Linked DNA regions of Cricetulus griseus: region 2 is linked to region 1. The links are chromatin contacts, called in public Hi-C maps. All regions are on one chromosome and are shown on one strand. The core of a region is the stretch at or near the end of the contact, and the rest is flanking DNA. Distances in the headings are between cores, read along the strand shown. Region 1 holds the start of Ninj2 (ninjurin-2). Region 2 holds the start of Wnk1 (serine/threonine-protein kinase WNK1).

Region 1 (6,235 bases), core at 1,828-4,327:
ATAGTCACCTTGGCAGGCTCTTGCAGGGCTGGGCGGGGTGGGAAATTCAGCACCTTCCCCTTTTCCCATCAGGCTGTCAGATACCATCTCCTCCGTGGGGCCTTCTCACCTGGACTACATAGCCAGAAACTGTTATTACTTCTTGTTCTAATTGCCTTACACTCCAAGCAAAAAATTCTTGCCTTTTGAAATGTATGTTCTAGTGGGTACCCGCCAAACTCACTCTCACCACCATGTGCAATGTTGACATTGGGCTTCATAATTAACTTCTGGTTTTGTTGCTGTTGGGAGACAAAGTCTTATGTTTCTTTCTTTCTTAGCTCATGCTTTTTGTTCTGGATTTGGGTTTCTATCTGGATTTAGGTTCTCCATCAAGGCTTTGAGAAAACAAGTGGCTCAGAGGCTTAAGATGTACCTCGGTGTGATAGAGCGCTTCTCAGCATCCATGAGACCTCAGTGCCCATGAGGGCGGAGAAGAAGAAAAGAAAAAGGAGCCTCGGGCTCTCTTAAGCAAGGCAATAGTGTGGCTATAATGGGTATAGGTGACAGAAGCTTCCAGACCATCCTGACCTATTGGTCAGAGAAAGAAACACAGGCTGGGTGGTGGTGGCTCATGCCTTTAATCCCAGCTCTTGGGAGGCAGAGGCAGGTGGATTTCAGTTAAGTTCAAGGCCAGCCTGGTCTACAGAGAGAGTTCTAGGACAGGCTCCAAAGCTACACAGAGAAACCCTGTCTTGAAAAACAATCAAACAAACAACCCCCCCAAAAAAAACCCAAGGTTTAATTTAATTTATTATTCTGTGGAAAGATCTAGAAATACTACATTAAAAATACTTTAGACTGATTCTATCTTTGAGTGTTTCTTTGTGTTTTGAAAGTCTTGAAGCCCAGATTGAACTAGAACACCCTCTGTGGTCCAGGTTAGCCTTAAACAGTCCTCTTGCCTCAGCCTCCTAAGCACTGGGATTGAAGGTGTGAGCCACCATACCAGGCCCTTTGAGGCTTGTGACATGTTTCCAGGCCTGTTTGGTGTAGTGGCTTAAGGACCCGGGTCCTAGAGCCTTCCAGGACTCAAATCCCAATAACTCTAATACTTAAAAGCTGGGTGATCCTGGGCAACAATGCTGAACTGCTCTGACCCTGGGTTTTCTGTAAAAATTGGTGCTATTCGATGAGTTAAATAGAAAACGAAACTGTGTGGGGCAGGCACTTAGAAACGAGGAGGCCTCCAGTGCAGCCAGGAGTCAGGGTCAGACAGGGGGCCTCATACCCCCTGGGTGCATCTCCCTTTGAGTGTCTGATTCAGCCATGAACCCTAGAGGCTACCTGCCCAGCCCCCACCCCTGTTGGGGCCCAAACCTCCACACTAAAGGGAAGTACGTGATCTTTCAGCCCAGCACCTTTGTTTCTGTGCGCTTCCAGCTGCTGCTGCTGAGAACCATACACAAGAAAGAGCCCAGGCTTAAGGATGTCCGGATGGGCACACGGCCCTTCATATCTGGTGGCTCGGGCAGCTGATTTCTTCACTTAGAAACCGGGCACTAGTTACACTCAGTATGAAAGCTATGCCCAGCAAGCAGCACTGTCTATATTCGACTGTTACTGTTTACATGTTAACTCTTTTACATGACACTTAAAAAGCTGATCTACCTACAGTCAGCAGAGGTGGGCTGGGTGGACTTGGGGAATACTGCTTTGGGGTAACCCCAGAGCCAAAGTGAACTCCAGGGCTAAATGCCAATGGGTCTTGAAACCTCGGAAAGTGCTCTGGTCTGAAGTGGGTACCGTGGGAGAGCAGATGGATTCTTGGGCAGTTTGTGTGTGGTAAATCTACGGTTAGCTTCACTCTGGGTAGTCTTTCCTGAAGGCCACAGGCAGAGCTCTGTTTGCAGGGGAGGTGGACAAACTCCCGGGAAAGAGTACGCAGGCCCCGCCGAGTTCTCCCACGCAGGCCCTCCCTTGCAGCCTGCCTACACATTCTGCCTTCTCTACTGAAGAACCAACCCTGTTGGCCCCTCGTCACTTGGGCATCAGAAGACTTGGATTCCGGCCCAGGAGGGGTTGAGCTAACCTGGGCCTCTCTGAGCTGTTTCTTGGCCTCCCCTGCTGGACAACCGCAGCACCGCAGCCCTTCCCCCGAAGGCCACGCCCCTCGTCCTTACTTTGCAGCCTGGAGGCCCAGGCCTGTTGCCTGGAGCTGCTGGAGCCTCCCACCGAAGCTGCACCCAAGGCTGGAGGAGCATTCAGGGCCAGTCAGGGATTATCACCAGAATAACACGCAAAAGACACCCCGCCCTACCGCGGATTAGACGCTGTTGATTTTTAAGGGCAAGACCGCTGCTCTTGGCATGGAAGGCCAAGGGCGGCACAGTGGAGGCATGGGGCCTGCCCCAAGGAGAAGGCCAGAGGAATCTGCGCTTTTGTGAGTTTTTGGCCTGAAGATAGTGACAGCACCCGGGCTATCAGCCCTTCATGAGGGTCACAGCCGAAGTGGAGTCCAGAGGAGAAAAGACAGTCCTTAGGGTGGAGCAGATGTTCCTACATACATCCCAAGCCACTCCCTGTCCCAGAGGTGATGTCCTAATGCCTCACCCTAAAGATCTTTTTTTTTTTTTTTTTTTGCGGGGCGGGGGGGCTGAAGAAAGTAAAATAATACTGGGCTGGGAGTATACTTGGATGAGCACTGTGCAGCATACTTGAGACCCTAAGTTCCTTCCCCAGTATCCCAGAATGCAGTTAGGGTCTCGAGTCTGCTACACAGAGGCTCAGGCCCAGAATGCACTGCACACCAAACACAAACAAGGCACGGAGCTAAGCACTGTGCAACCCAAGAATATGCAAGAGAGGACCTAAAGGGTAGAGAAGGTAGCTGGGCATAGCGATGCCATCCTGTCATCCAAGCATTAGACTAGCAGAAGTAGAATGGTCCTGAGTTCAAGACCAGCCTGGGCTATGCAGTGAGATCTTGTCCCGAAGGCATGGAGAAGACAAAGAGGAGGGAGCCATCTAGAGGCTTAAAGAAGACCAAAGGCCAGCACAGACAGGGGGAAGGGATCCAGAGGAGAGCGGGCACTCCCCCAGGGGCATGGGGCAGACAGGCCTCCAGAAGCAGGTGGGAAGGGTGGAGTTTGTTCAGGAAAGGGTGAGTAATGTGTGGCATTGCTTCTCAGCATCCTGCTTGGGGCACAGGCAGATCCTTCAAGACTGTTAGCTGTCAGCCCGCCCCATGGGGAAGGGTGGGAAGAGAAGTAGGAGACAGGCCCATGAGTGGCCCAGAAGCAGCCCAAGTGCTCGAGAAGGGACCTTAGCTACACAGAGTCATCGGGCTTGTGTGAACATTTCCTTTCTTGGGAGACTGGTGTATGGCATGGCTTGGGTGTGGACAGAGTCATGGTAGAGAGATGCATTACAAGTCCCTGGGGCTTGTGGAAAAGCTAAGCCTACACCAAAAGTTGGGCTGGAACAGGCCCTGAGGCAGAACAGATTATTTAAATTGCCTGTAGGACCACATGTGGGAGTATAATCCTGAATTGGAGGTTGTCAGCATTTCTCAAGGGCCTCTCTCTCTCTCTCTCTCTCTCTCTCTCTCTCTCTCTCTCTCTCTCTCCCTCTCTTTCTCTTTCTCTCCTCCTTCTCTCATTTCCCTCCTTGTTGCAAATTGGACCCAGGGTTGTACATGTTAGGCAAGCCCTCCGTCACTGAGCTGTCATCTCTCATCTAGAAATAAACCTTTTGTTACAGCCAAATGGGAGTTTTAAAAATTATTATTTCTAGCTTGTCAAAGCAATGTTTTAGAGACCTGTAAGATTGGGATTATCTGTGGCACTTCAGCAAAACAAAGTGTTCACTAGAAGGCTGTGGGTTGCTTATGGATCCCTAGGGAAAGCTGGGTAAAAGAGAGAGAGGGAGGAGAGAGAGAGAGAGAGAGAGAGAGAGAGAGAGAGAGAGAGAGAGAACAATAAACTCAGGTTCCAGAAAGCCCAAGGCAGAATGGAGAGCAGAAAGAACACTCTCAAATTTAATTTCCTGTGAGCAAGAGAATCTGATTGGCTAAATTTGGAAGCAGCAAAGCCCCTTGATTGACAGTGCCACTAGCCTTCTGATAGGGGAGAGGGATAGTTTACAAAGGCAACTGATGTGTGGCCACCAGTAGGTGAGATAGTGGGAAGAGTTACTTTACAGAGAGCTTCTGGATCAGATAGCAGGGGGTCACTGAGGACTGAAGAAAATGGTTTGTTCCAGAAGCCACAGTTAGTAGCAGAAACGAAAGTTCTCTCTCTCTCTCTCTCTCTCTCTCTCTCTCTCTCTCTCTCTCTCTCTCTCTGTGTGTGTGTGTGTGTGTGTGTGTGTGTCTCTCTGTCTCTCTCTGTCTCTCTCTCTCTCTCTCTCTCTCTCTCTCTCTCTCTCTCTCTCTCTCTCTCTCTCTCTCCTCTTTCCCTCCCCTTTGTTGCTGGGGTTCAAACCCAAAGCCTTATGAATCATAGGCAAGCCTTCTACAGGTGAGCTTCCCTGCAGCTGCTCACAGCAAACAGGACAGATATTCCCACCTCTCACAGCTGAAGAAGTTGAAGTTAACCCTATTCTCCCAGGTTCTCTCCTCAGTCCCCTCTTAACATTTTTTGTTTGTTTCCTTTTCCAGACAGGGTTTCTCTCTGTTGCCCTGGCTGTCCTGGAACTTGCCCTCTAGACCAGGCTGGCTTCCATAGAGCCACCTGCCTCTGCCTCCTGAGTACAGGGGCTAAAGGTGTGTGCACCACTATCACCCAGCTTTCTTTTAACGTTTTGAACCCAAGGTTTATCTTCATGCCTGTGTCCTTTCTTCCCACAGCAGTGTAGGGGTTGAGGAAACAGCCCTTGAAGACTCAGGAAAGCCTGGAGCAAGCTTTACTGGGGCTGAGGGCTTGACTTCCATCGAGCAGTGTGCCCTTACCAGCCTATCCGATTGCTTTCTTTCATTTCACGCCACACATTTCATCTTTGGGGTTCTTTGTTTTATTTCCTTTCTTTCCCAGGTTGTCCTCGCTTTCCTCCCTTCTCAACCTCCCGAGTGCTGAGGTTACAGACGGGTGCCACCATGCATTGCTTGTATGTTTATCATTAGAACCTAAGTATTTTTTTTGCTTCTGGGACACTATGGGGTGCCGTTAAACTACAGACTCCAGTCCAGAGAGAGGGGGAAGCGAAGCGCTGCTGTGTGGTTTGGGGTGAGTTCCTTGGGCTCTCTGCATTTTGCTCACTAGATGGTGACGCTCTCACCTACTTTGCAGAACTAAATGAGAACTAAGCTGACTCATGTCCTGTATTTAACGCTGTGCCAGATGCCAGCTATGTCCTCCGTAACCATGAGAGCCACATGGTTCCAGGATGTTGAAGCCACACAGCCATGCAGTTCCAGTGTGTGCAACACAGTGGAGCAGGCCCATTACTCTCCCAAGTTGGCTTCAGTCAGGGCAGCTGAGCCCTCCAACACCTATTTAAAGCCGGTTAGTAGAATAATTCCCCTGAAGTCATTATTCAAACAGCCATTTTGTCTGGGCTGGACCCACCCTTTCCTGGGGTGGGAAATCAGGCTTTGGAAGCCTGGCACTCACCACCAACCCTGCTGGTGCTCCTGGCTTGACTTCTAGGTGGACTGCCATTTTGAGGCCAACTGAAAGGTTGTTATTGGTCATGGTTCTTTTGGACCTACTCTGTGTACAACCTGGGTTTGGGCTGACACACAGAAAGACTGCCCACATGGCTTTTCTCAAAACTGACAGGCATGACTCACCCAAAGGTCACCAGTGCCTGGAGCTGCATAGGGCAAAGTGATTCACTGTCTCTACTCTGGCCTAGCCCCACAGCTGCCTGGCTTCAATTCCTCTCAGAAGATAGCCTCAACCCTGAGACTCTCCACCCAGAGGAGGGGTCCTCCCCATTCTTAGATGGCTCTGCTAAAAAAGAACTCAGTTCCTTGCTTGCACGGATGAGGATCTGGTTGAGGGATCTGGCCTGCTCATGTTTCAGCTTGACAGATCAGGGAGGGGACCCTGGTCTCCACCTTCAGCTTTCTGGGCCTGTACCTCCTGGCAGCACCCACCGTGCTGGGCTCTAGGCCTCTGTAGTCTCTTGGTAGAACGGTTACTTATCCAACTTCCGTGACATACACTCCCACTGTGAGGCAGCATCCCTGTAATCTTGTTTCCAAGAAAAAGCAGAAAGAGCTGATGGACATCATGGTCCCTGATAACCAGAA
Region 2 (6,233 bases), core at 131-2,630, 140 kb before region 1:
AATTTGAGAAAGCGACCATCATTGGACATTCCCACAGCCTTGGTCTCCAGCTCTTCGATATCATCCTGTTGCTGGCTCTCTTGCTCTTTAACACTGCTGCCGCCGCTGCCACTTCCACCTCTTGACGGCGGTGGCTCTTCTTTGCTCCCCACGAGGCTGGGCTGGGACACCGGGCGGTCTTTGCTGGTACTGCTGGAGACGGTGGTGGTGGCCGAGCCTACAACGGCTTGTTCCCCAGGGGAGGCAGCAGCTGAGGGCTGCTGAGACACCTGGGCAGCAACGGTGGCGGTCAAAGTTTCCTCCCGGTGAGGCTCGGGTGGAGCACTCTGAGGCACCACTGTGGGCACACTCGGTTGGGGGATCGAAAGGGGGAGACCCGGCAGTTCCAACGCGGTGGCATTGGAGTCGCAGATGACGCTCCGGCGGAAGAAGCGGTGCTCCGTGGGGGTGGTGGTGGCGGCCGCCCCACGGCTGTCCTTGTCCATAGTGTGACGGCGGCGCCGGTATTCCTCGGTTCTGCCGATTCCGGAGTCGGCGACCGTGGCCCCCAGTTTCTCGCCCACGGAAGAATCGGAGCTTGAGCCATTCTTGGGGACCGGCGCCGGAGGCGACAGGAAGCCCGGAGTGCCGCTCTGCTTCTCGGCGGCGCCGTCAGACATGGTTGGTCCGCTCGGTTGAAGAGTGCGGGCTCGGATTCGTGAATGAAAAGGGGACAGGGAGGCCCGGAAGAGCCACCAAGAAGTGCTGGGCAGCGCTCCTACGGCGGGCTCGGAGCCACCAGGCGACTCCCTCTCAGCACTGACAAGACGCCCGGAGGGCGACGCGGGACTCTGGGTCCGGCTGCGGCGGCTGCTGCTGCTGCTGGCACCGGGGCTGCTGCGGCTCACGGGGCGGGCTCGTCGGCGGGCGAGGCAGGAGCGGAGCCACGGGGGTTAGCGCCGCACAGTCCGCATCCATCCTGCAGCGAGCGGCGGCCGGTAGGGCTGTGGCAGCAGAAGCGCCGCAGTCATGAGGGGCAGGGCGCGGGGCTGGCTCCCGGGCGAGCGGATGCGACGAAAGCGAAGACGGCTAAGCTCCCGCGCTGCCGCTGCGCTGCCGCCGCCGCGCTGCCGCCGCGCCGCCGCCGCCGAGCACGGCGGGATAGGCCCTGAGGGCGGAGGCAGAGCGCGCGAGGGACGAGCCCCGACGCCGGGCGGTGGCAGCCCGGGGCACAGGAGTGGGAGGGGCCGCGCAGGGGAAGGAGGGCCGCGGCCCGGGCTCCCGGTCACTCGGCCGCCGCCGCCTCAGGCAGCACGCGCCCAGAGAGGGGGGGCCGGTCTCACAGGGCGCCCATCACCAGACGCCGAGGGCCGGAGCCTCGAAACCTCGAAGCCTGAGGAGCGGCCCCCCCCGTCCCCGAGGCCTCCCCGCCCGCCCGCCCCGGGCCTGGCGAACCTCTTCCCCTCTCCGGCCGGCGCCGGCGGCAGAGGAGGGAGGGAACTGTGGGGAGGGGAGGGCCGCTCACTGCGGGGCCCGTGCTCCGCTACTTCTCTGGCCAGGAGGAGAGAAGGCCGAAAGAACTGGGAGGAGGGGGATAGGGAGAGAAAGAGCAGTCACCCCACTAGGCGCCTTCTGTCAGCGAAGAAGGGAGTGCGGGATGGCCGAGCAGAAGAAGCGCGTCCGCCCGGGAAACTCTCCGCTTTAAATGGCGCCGATGTCTGAAGCCTCCACACAGCCCGCTTGGACCCCGCCCCCCGCTGCCCGGGGCGGCCCCGCCCACATCGCTCTCGGGGGCTCTCGCGCAGGCGTGCCGAGCTCGAGGCACAATGGGATTTGTAGTTTCAGAGTAGAAACCGTGAAAGGGACCAGGGAGGAAGGCTCCTACTACTTCCGTGATGCCCTGCGATGGCTCTAGCCTAGTGCCTCCTGGGAATTGTAGTTCCTTTTTTTGAAAACCGCCCCTTCTGAAAGCCTGATGGGAGCGTCATCGTGGGTCGCTCAATTCCATCCCAAAGTCAGCGCTCCCTACCAAAAATCATTATTTAGGAATCAACTGCAAAAGAAGTGAAGGAGAGGGGGGGGGGGAAGAAATGAGGAGAGAACGAGAGGCTTCCGTCATGTTCTGCTTAGATAGCTCACAGGGCTGCCATGCAATGAAAAATGATCTGTTGTTCGCCTTTAATGGAGAGCCTCCTCAGTGTTGAGTGACTAGGGGTGTGGGAGTGGAGAGGGAGGCAGAGCTGGATCACCAGAGCCCGAGCTCGAAGACTCCAGGGAAACTTTGTGAAGTGTACACAAAAGATCACTGTTAATTAAATGGGTTGGGGAAGACAAATATATTCCATCCTTCTCCCCTCCACAGCAGCTTAAGACCACATGCTCGGCTCCTGTTTCCAAACAAGTACTTTGGCTGCGAAGATGGGCTGCCTAAAACCCAGGATCAGAGCGAACCCTCTTGGCTTTGCCAGAAACTTAACGGGGTGGGGGGTGGGGGTGGGGAGGTGAGGTGAGGGGGAGGCGGGTGACAGGCATGGGAGGAAGTCGTGTTCGAAGATAGTCTACATCTTTGATTACAAACTTGAGAGGGCATAGTTGGGTAAAATTTATTTACCTTTTGTTTTGTTTTTCCCCCGGTGGCTTAGTAAAACACCCGTTTCTTTACTAGCCTTGCATTTGTGTACGTTTGTAACTTATACCAATCGGGAAACCTAGATCCGTACAGTTTACAGTAATGGAATTCTTTTCTTCAAAATATCCTTAGTGCTTCCTGGACCACCTTTGCTACTACCTAAGATTATCGTTGTGATGAGCACCAGGGGGCACCAGACAGAGTAGGGAGACAAATTTATGAACCAGATGGCAGTTACAAATCTTAACCCAACCGGTGAGAGCGGGAAGCGCTTAAACGTACGCAACCGCACCCGAGCGAGCGTGGATACGCTGCAGCCTCAGCCCGGGACTGGAGCGTGCTCTGAAGCCCGCGTTCTTAGTCCAAGACCCCAGGAAGAGGAGCAGTAGTTTGGAAGCAGCTAGAAAATTCGTTAACTCGGTGTACCTTGATAAACTCCTCTCAGAGAAGTCTTGCTATACGATTAATAATAACTTATCGCAAACGTTTAAAAAGAAGTTAGCACTTTCCCTATTCTTTTTTCTTACCAAGAACTACACTTGAATCTTTAGAGTTTGTTTGAAACCAATGGTTGTTAGATTACATAAAGATGGCAGATTGTGAACACTTTAAAATACAAATGCGGTAGGGACAGCGAGAATACTGAAATATTAGCCCTCTACTGTTTAAGAAAGTCATTGGTTCGCTATATTAATGGTAAGTCTATTTTCGCAAATGTAATTAATGGTTTAGCTCCAGTCATAAACCTAATGTCAGCAAGTGAAGAAATGACTATGGGGTGATTTTTTTTTTGTTTAACTTCTTGCTTGAGTCTGCTGAGTATACTTTTTTCAATTGTTGCTTTAGGAGAGAAAAGTTTGTTTATAACTCAAAGAAACTAATTATACAGTGGCGAATTAGAAGGCTAATAAATCGAAATGTTTGTTTTTGTCTCTATAAAAAGAAATTAGGATATTTCTGTATGGGTGGTTATAAGAGTTTTATCTGTCTTTGTTTCATATTCCTATCTACTAGACCCTGAAACTTAGGTCACATGGCAATGGGCACAGCTTCCTTAACAATAACTATGGTCTGTCAATGTGTCATTTCAAGCAGGAATACCTAAAGTCCTTGTAAATAACTTAATAACCATTGACTGTAAAACCACACTTACCAGCATGACAACTTTTCTTACTTAGCTTTACTGTGAAAACAGATACAACAGATACAGTATAGTCACTGTGTGCGCTGCTTGGACTTAAAGCTTATACTGTACCGTGGCTATTACTACACTTTTTTGATCATTTCTCTTTGTAATGCTTACCCACGAAAGTAACCTGATAAATGTCTGTTACCTGTGACTATAATTCCTGATAGTACTTTTCCTTTTTCTGGCATTTCAATTATCAAGTTCTCTTGCATCCACACAAAACAGCAAGGGACTATAGGTATCTGGAAGAGTTCAGTGTACAGTTGGATGCACTATGTATGGGGACATTTGACACATTGGCATTTAGATAGCTAAGAATGCAAATATTTTCTTCTTTCTCACCATATTTTGTATTGCCTCCTATTCTTGTTCAGTTTCTTGACTTATGTTTCCTTCTGCTTCCCATCCAAGCATATGTTACGTTTACACAATCTCTTGCAATTAGTAACTTACCAGCAATGAAAGTCAGTGGCAGCTTTAACTTAGACAGTGGGTGAAATAAGCTGACCACACACCTCTACCTGACCTTTCATGTCCCTTTGGTCATAGTGTAGCTTCTTGGATTGTGGACAAAAAGATACCATGGAGAGCCTCTCTTTTTTTGTTTGTTTGTTTCCTTTCCCTCCTTTTCTGTGTTCCTTTGACTTGCCTATGAATAAGCTTAGTTTTATTTCTGTCATTTGCAACTCTATGTGGCCTTATTTTAAACTTTAAACTCCTATTAAATGGTTTGCAACAACTAACTGTTTCCAGGTTTAATGTGGATAGTATGGATATCAACTCAAAAGGTATTTCATGCAAGAAACCTCTCTGACCTCTTTACCTAGAAATAATCTTTTCTCCCCTCAAGTTTCACTATACATTATTTTTACCTCTGTGTCATAGATCACCTTCTAAAGTATATTGTTTTTATTTAGGCTCACGTCTTATATTCTTCAGTCACTTTGTTCTGTAAAATAATGCCAACCATTGATCAAGTAGTTACTTATGTGTCAAGTTCTTTACAAAAAGAAGCCTATTTGAACCTCACAACCACTTCTCAGGAAGCAAGCCTTTTAATCTTCACTTTATAAATAAAGCCCTGAGGGAAAAAAGATTAACACAGAAAGATGGCTCAGTGGTTAAGAGAACTTATTGCTCTTCTAGTAGACCCCAGTTGGATTCCTGGCACTCACATGGTGGCCCATAACTGTCTATAACTCCAGCTGCAGGGGATCTGATACACTTCTCTGACATCTGTGAGCACCAAGTGCACAAGTGGTGCACTGACATATGATGTGGCATGTCCGTCTGTACACTGCAAATATGTGTTGCCTTTATTGGTTGATGAATAAAGCTGCTTTGGCCTATGGCAGGGCAGAATATAGCTAGGCAGGAAAGCAAAACTGAATACAGGAAGAAAGAAGAAGGGGTCAAGGGAGACCCCGAAACCACCAGAGGAGAAAGATGTCAGAGTATCACCATTAAGCCACGGGGCCACATGGTGATATACAGATTAATAGAAATGGATTAATTTAAATGTAAGAGCTAGCTAATAATAAGCCTGAGCCATTGGCCAAACAATTATAATTAATTTTAAGCCTCTGTGTGATTATCGGCTGCATGACTGGGCAGAAGGAAGAAAAGTATCCATTTACATACTTTCAGGCAAAACACCCAACACACATAAAATGAAATAAAATTAAAACTGTGTTGTCTAAGACAGGATCCTGAATTCAGGCTCAACTAATCTGCCCTTACAGTTTGTGCCCTAACTACTGAACCCTAGCATCCTCCAGTAATGCTTTCTGTACATTGTAGGCACTACAGACCCTCCTTAATTTGCAAATCAATAGAAACACTGGCAACATTAGAATTAACCAAAGACACTGATTCACAAACCCAAGCAGACTAAGCTGAATATACCTTCTGTAAAGAGGGGGTTATACATCTCAAAGAACTGGATTCTGGACTGGGAATGTAGAATAATGGCAGAATGCATGTTGCCATACATGAGGCCTTGTGTCAGATCCCCAGTAAGCATGAACACATACAAATTAAATAAACAAATTACATAACTCTTTGATTGAACCCTGGTGTTCCATGTATTCAGAGAGCCAGTGGGGTAGTACATGCCTTTAATCTCAGCACTCTGTAGGGAGAGGCAGGTGAATCTCTGTAAGTTTGAGGGCTGTCTGGTCTACAAAGTGAGTTCCAGGACAGGTTCCAAAGCTACACAGAGAAACTCTGTCTGGAAAAACCAAAAAACAAACAAACAAAAAAAGTGTTCAGAGAGAAAAAGAGCAGGTGTTGCATACCTTTGGCTAATGTGAAATTTAATAAGACAATGTGAAGTACAGGACAGTGCCTGGTATACGCAGAACTTCTATTCCAGTAGGAGTGGGAATTTCTCTCATTCCCATTTTGCAACTAAGTTGAATTAACGCACAAAGCCAC

The links. A called contact is a pair of places that touch in the nucleus more often than the background predicts.
Region 2: a contact with region 1 is called in a Hi-C map of fibroblasts, with 4 times the contacts expected there. The contact joins the promoter of Wnk1 here to the promoter of Ninj2 in region 1. A contact is called at or near these places in 4 of 8 Hi-C or Micro-C datasets (the CHK-Q cell line, the CHL-YN cell line, the CHO-K1 cell line and 1 more).

What each region holds. Positions count from the first base shown.
Region 1 is chr8:24,669,210-24,675,444 of CriGri-PICRH-1.0, reverse strand. It overlaps Ninj2 (ninjurin-2), which reads left to right and starts at 3,077. Exons shown (of 4, transcript XM_027429303.2): 1 at 3,077-3,142. The coding sequence starts at 3,086. The region is part of intron 1 of LOC107978382 (a long non-coding RNA gene); the gene reads right to left.
Region 2 is chr8:24,811,936-24,818,168 of CriGri-PICRH-1.0, reverse strand. Wnk1 (serine/threonine-protein kinase WNK1) reads right to left here and starts at 1,380. Exons shown (of 29, transcript XM_027429291.2): 1 at 1-1,380. The coding sequence starts at 659.